Linked DNA regions of Sus scrofa: region 2 is linked to region 1. Evidence: chromatin contacts called from public HiChIP or PLAC-seq data. All regions are on one chromosome and are shown on one strand. Each heading gives the region's core, a stretch centred on a gene start, on an enhancer-like site or on the middle of the called end of the contact. The rest is flanking DNA. Distances are from core to core; before and after follow the strand shown.

The links. HiChIP or PLAC-seq counts read pairs in DNA pulled down with a chosen protein or histone mark.
Region 2: a contact with region 1 is called in an H3K27ac HiChIP or PLAC-seq map of alveolar macrophages. The contact joins two enhancer-like sites. A contact is called at or near these places in 1 of 47 Hi-C or Micro-C datasets (embryonic fibroblasts) and 1 of 2 datasets of contacts at active chromatin or transcription factors (alveolar macrophages).

The regions. Positions count from the first base shown.
Region 1 is chr7:12,427,772-12,430,968 of Sscrofa11.1, forward strand. All of the region lies in intron 6 of ATXN1 (ataxin-1), which reads right to left. Among named protein-coding and RNA genes, the nearest start is that of GMPR, 170 kb to the left of the region's middle. Within about 2 kb of position 1,385, at least 25 of the 83 cell types and tissues checked have an H3K27ac peak or open chromatin away from gene starts, as enhancers often do. A contact at or near this core is called in alveolar macrophages, where this site is marked.
Region 2 is chr7:12,676,759-12,679,716 of Sscrofa11.1, forward strand. All of the region lies in intron 2 of ATXN1 (ataxin-1), which reads right to left. Among named protein-coding and RNA genes, the nearest start is that of ATXN1, 53 kb to the right of the region's middle. Within about 2 kb of position 1,258, at least 9 of the 83 cell types and tissues checked have an H3K27ac peak or open chromatin away from gene starts, as enhancers often do. A contact at or near this core is called in alveolar macrophages, where this site is marked.

The DNA.
Region 1 (3,197 bases), core at 135-2,634:
CATCCTTATACGAGTTTTCTCCTTTTCTTTTTTTTTTTTAAAAGACATCAATGAGCATCTCATTAATATTATCATTTGAAAAGTGTTTTCTGCCTTTAATGGAAGATGCAGACTAGCTGAGGAAGCGATCATTGGTTCCCCAAAGTGCAGCCTTACCAATTAAAAAATGCAAATTGTTTCATATTGTGAAGGATTTCAAATTTGAAAGAAGCTGTTTCAACCCTTCCTTTTAAGTGAGTAAGTTTTAAGTGGATAAGTTTAAGTGAAAAAATATCCTGAGGTTGCAAGGTAGCTTTTTTTTTTTTTTTTTTTAAATACAATACCCTTTTATTACTTGCAAGTCTATATTTTAGGGAACCAAGATTTTCTCAATACTGTGCAACAATATTGTAAAAAAATCAACAAAAGGGAATAAACTGGAAAATGAAGTTAGAAAAGCCTGCAGCTGTCATCTGTAACACCGATTTCAAATTTCTGTGTTCATCACAAAGCCTCATTGTTCTTTAGTCTTGGTTTTATAAGTCAGCATTACACACTGAAATCTAACAAACATCATACTACCGAAATCTTCCTTTATCAGTCATATATATTGAGGTTCCATATAAGATTGTGCTTGAGAAAGGGGCTGCTAACTAAAGAAATAACAATAAGGGGGACAGGACCCTGGGGGGAGGGGGGATGGTAGAATTTGAAAAGTGAGGAAGAGAATCATGTTTGCTGACCTGTTTATTTTCATATTACACTCTATACCTGTTTTTCTAAAAATGACTCATCACTGCATGTCATGAATGGTACCATGGAAAATATCAAGTCAGTGCCATGAAATAAGTGTTTGGGACGCAACTGCAAAAAAAAAAGAAAAAAGGAAAGAAGAAAAGAAAGTCAGAGAAAGAAAGAAAAAGGAAGGAAAAAAGGAAAAGAGCTGATACTACAAATAATTGTAAATCACAAAATAAAGGCAATGGATGATACCTGAACCTGTGGGTGATTATTGCAGCAGCGCTATAGTGCCTCAACACAGGGACAAAAAGCAAAAGCAAAAAAACAAAACAAAACAGGGTTCTTGTGCAACTTTCCTCCCACGACGATAGCAAACCTTTGGATTTAAGTATTGTCTCCATTGTCCAGTTAATCTTTTTCGCATCTGGACTTACACAGGCAAAGGGCTGGAGCCATCACTGACGCGGTGTGTTCGCACATGCAAACAGGTTCCTCAAGAACAGGAGGAGGAGGACAGAAGGACTTCCAACTGCCCACGATCATGTGGCCTCTGCCACCACCTTCCCCAGAAACTGCTTTCTGATTCACGGGAAGGAATGTGCCGTGGTGAACAGGACATGGGTTTTATTACTCAGACCGACTTAGGGTCAAAACCAGCATGTTTATTATTAGCAGGGTAACTTTGAGCTGACTCACTTCCGCTTTGTCTAGCCTCTCTTCCCTGCAGCATGGACAGAGCGAGACCCACCTCAAAGTGTGTCAAGACGCCTTTGCATCGTATTTGAAATGACATGTCCATGTCGCCTGGCCTCAGACTCAGTGTTCAGTAACTAGCTTCTGCCCCGTTCTAGGGACCTTGCAGGAATGCTGGCCAGGCTGCTCCAGCTCCAGGGGATCAAGTTCCGTCTTGGGAATGGACTTGCCAGGCAGGGGATGCAGCCCATCCTGTTCCTGAGCCACCTGGAGGGGCCCTTTCAGGAACCCAGTCATGCCTTTCATCCTAGCCTATTTGCACCCCACTTCAGTGGTGGTCTGTGAACACACCGGATCCCAGAGGAGGAAAAATACCAACCAGGGGACAGGGGGAGGGGAAGAGGAGCAGATTCCTCCAAGGGCCACCACTGCGGGGAAGCCAACTCCTTGATGATACCAATCACGAGACCCTGGAGAATTTTCCTTTTGTTTAAATCAAAGTCCTTTTGTTAAACCTTTCCTAAGCATTAAGCGGGGGGGGGGCCCTTCTCTCCACATTTCAAAGCAAGCACTTTGCCACTTCAGCTGTACAAATTATATAGGATTGAAAATAGTATAGCTGAAAGGAACGTGGCCTTTGTAATTAGAGTTACCTCTCTTTCCCCCACCCCCTTCTCAAAGCAAAGGGGAACAAACTGAACTGAAACACAGCTGTTTTAAAAGGTTAAGAGGTTGTCATCCCCCCTGTGTTCTGTCTTTAGTCTTCCTTTCTTTATTTCCTAAGGTGCCAAAGATACGTTTCCCCCTCAATGTATAGAAAGCTCTAGCACGCACAGGGCGTGGCCATGCCAAGGGCCCTCTCAGCATCATCCTCTACCCGGAAAGCCAATCAAGTGACTCACTGATCCCTTTGCCTTTTTTCTGTAATGTAGGTAAATGAGCAAGATGGGATGCGGGCTACAGGAGGAGAATGCTGTAAAAAGCAGCATTCACTTGTATCCACAGCTTGGAATTCAGTGGAAGAGAAACAAGAGGTCTGGTGGAGCGAGAACCAGAGTCAAAACTGGGAACCTTTTCAGGCCAAAGATTCTATTTCCTTCGCCTGGGACAGGGCCTGTGCGACTGGCATTCGAAAAATATTTGGAGAATTCATAAATACAGGGATGAAAATGTGACGTCCATAAAGGCCAATGAACTGTACCCTTAGGAGAAAACCATTCCAGATTTTGTAGATAGTATACAAGTTAACTCAGCTGACAAAAACAGGATGCTTCAGGGGGATCCCTGTCAGGTCCCAGAGACGGGGTGTCAGTCTTCAGAGGAAAAGTTAAATATTTCATTAAAAAAAAAAAGGGAGGAAGGTAGTTTCTGAAAACTCATTTGTGAATCAAAACCAGAATAGACCAAATGACTGAACATTCAAACAATAGAGTTAAAAAAAGAAGAGAGTTTGGCAAGTTTTTCTCCCCCTCTCTCTGGTGTGAGATTTTCAAAGCTACTTCTTCCCGTTAAAAGGATGGCAGTCAATGTATTTAAAGGATCCATGTAAACCTGCCTCTTTCCATTTTCTTGTTCTCAGACTATATCATCTATTCTCATCCCATTTCACCTCATCAAGTTGGCATAGCATGTAGGTTTATGCTTTTGTCATTTTATCTTTGGAAAATGTTCTCAACAATTAATTCACGTTAAAACTCCACTACTAATTCAGAGCCTCAAGATTTTGCATTGCAAGGTTCTCACTGGCATTTGGCTGAAGCCTACCATTAGCTGGTTACATTTTT
Region 2 (2,958 bases), core at 8-2,507, 250 kb after region 1:
GGAGCTTCCAAGTATTATCTACATTCCCAGGTAGCTTGACAAAGAGCATGTGCTAATCGCAGGGGCCTGAGGATCTATCAGTGATGATTCATTGTGAATTATTAGCAAGTCGGTATAACGGTGCCAGCTCTGGCTCAGATGTCACTTAATTCTCCGAGTCTGTGTGACCCAGCCCTAGGCACAGACCTGAAGCCATCTCTGGGCTTGAGGGCCTGAAGGTGGTGAGCGCATGGAGAGCAAGCCTGACAGCGTGGCTTACACACCACTTCTACCTTAGCTTCTTTTCAACTGATTTCCCCAGCCTTTACAGGACAATGGAGCCAAAGCACTGGCTGCTTCAGGAGAGAGTTACATTTGCAACCATGTGCGTGCAGACAATGAAAATCAGCAGCAGATTTAATGAAATAAGCTAAAATCCAGAGCAGGAGTTCCCACTGTGGTGCAGTGGGTTAAGAACCTGACTGCAGTGGCTTGGGTCACCACAGAGACTCAGGTTTGATCCCCAGCCCAGTAGAGCAGGTTAAACAATCTAGGATTGCTACAGCTGCAGCGTAAATCACAGTTGTGGCTCAGATTCAATCCCTGGCCCAGAAAACTTCCATATGCCATGAGTGCAGCCATAAAAAATAAATAAACAAAACCCAGAGCAGAGTCAAAAAGAGCAACAGCCAAGTACTCATAGTCCTAATTAGTGACCGGCTCAGCTGCCATCATCAGGTGCAATGAAGTTTATGTAAGGTTTCTATAAAAATCTCAATTGTGGAAGTTCCTGTTGTGGCTCAGAGGTAACAAAACTGACTAGTATCCATGAGGATGTGGGTTAGATCCCTGGCCTCACTCAATAGGTTAAGGATCCAGTGTTGCCGTGAGCTGTGGTGTAGGTTGCAGATGCAGCTCAGATCTGATGTTGCTGTGGCTGTGGTGTAGGCCGGCAATTGTAGCTCTGATTTGACCCCCAGCCAAGGGAACTTCCATATGCTGCAGGTGGGGCCCTAAAAAGCAAAAAAAAACAAAAACAAAAACAAAAAAAACCTCAATTGTGGTAAAGGGTCAGTGACGTCCACAAAATGCTAGCTCTTTTGCCCTATTAAGCTTAAATACAAAGGCTCAGTACCAAAATCTGAAACGCTTTAGCCACAGAAATATGACAATGTATTTTGCTTAGTAATATGCCTGGAGTAAAATGAAAGAGAGGGCACCAGAAGGTCAGTGCCTGCTTCCCTAAATCATGCCAGGATATGGGAAGCCAAAGGGCCCCAGACCAAGGAGGAAAAGCCAAGCTCACTGCAAAGGAGCGGGAGTATTAAGCACCTCCTTTCCTGTTCACTGTCACATGGTCTGATTTCCTTCTTCTGTTTCAGAACTTCTAACCTCTAGGTCGCACTCCTACTCCCAGAAGAACCGATGAGTAAGTGAGCTGCTCGTTCCCAAGGAAAACTCTTACTTTCACATTTGCAGTGTGTTTCATTGGAAATGCTGTGTTTGGTGCCACAACCCAACTAAGAATTAAACATTACATGCTCATTGGTAAATTATCAAAATGTAAACCAACAGCTATGGCAGAGATCATCTGAACTGCCAAGAATTCTAACACTATGATTCTGGTGAAAAAGAACATTTCCCCCTTCTGTTTAGACTTGGGGTAGGTTTGCCCTTGACTACAATGTGTTCACATGTGCGTGTATGTATAATGTAGACACAGAGATAACCATGCACTTTTGTTCCTACTTTTCACGTGGAATTTCCAAGTAGGATTATCCTAAGTGCAGATAAGGCAGCAAGATAAGATTATCATTCTTTAAGTATTTCTACCCATCATCATTTTGGTAGTGGTTTTGTTTCCATGACCACTACATTTCCTGGGGGCCATGTACTAATTTCCCATCACATTTAACATAATGCCTTGCACACAATGAGTATTCAATAAACATTTGTTGAGGAGCTAACCTCATAGTATCAATTCCCATGAACAGAAATCCGTACTCTCAAGTGAATTTCTGACATAAGCAAAATGCAACAGAAAATGTTAATGTTTTACAGATCTTCTTATAGAGAAAATTATTAAATATTTATTAAGCATTTTTATACCAAAAACTCCCGAGGGCAGAGTAAACATGAATATTTTTCTATACCCCCCAAATTAGAGGATGAAAGAGCAACTTTACTTCACTTGTGCAGAATGAGAAATCGCCTTTTGAATTCATGCTAAACAGCTACATGAAGCAGCAGACTGTCAAAAACTGTCAAGTGAATAATTATTGATTGGAGCCTGAAGATTAAAAATGAATGCAGGTTAACAGATGAAGACGGCTTTAAGAAAAAGCATATAATCTAAAACTAGACCTATCAGACAGTGAATCTGCCAGTCAGGCTTGTCGGGCTTAGAATGAAAGGTTTCCAAGAAAATGATGATAACAATGAAATAAAAATGAACCACACAAGGGGATTTGTGACAGTCTAGGATGACTGAGCCAGGTTCTCCTGGTGGCCTGCAACCCACATGCCCTCCCTGCTTTAGGCATTGACATAAATGCCAGGGGCTGGGCCGAGAGACTGAAACTGCTGGTCATCAGCCCTGTGATCTTCATCCTAATGAATGTAGTTTCCATGCCAGGAAAGCCCTCTTCCTGGATAAGGGTGTCTTTCAGTGCCACCCACCTTGAGACTGACAAAGCTCAAATTTATTTATGTATTTATTTATTTTTCCTTTTTCCAGCCACACCTGCAGCATATGAAAGTTCCCAGGCCCTGGGCATATGAAAGTTCTGAGGCTAGGGCTCAAATTGCAGCTGCAGCTACTGGCCTGCACCACAGCCATAGCAACACCAGAGCTGAGCAGCATCTGTGACCTACACTGCAGCTCTCAACAACGCTGGATCCTTAACCCGCTGAGCAAGGCCAGGGATAGAACCCGCATCCTCACAGAGACAAGATCAGGTCCTTAACCTTCTGAGCCAC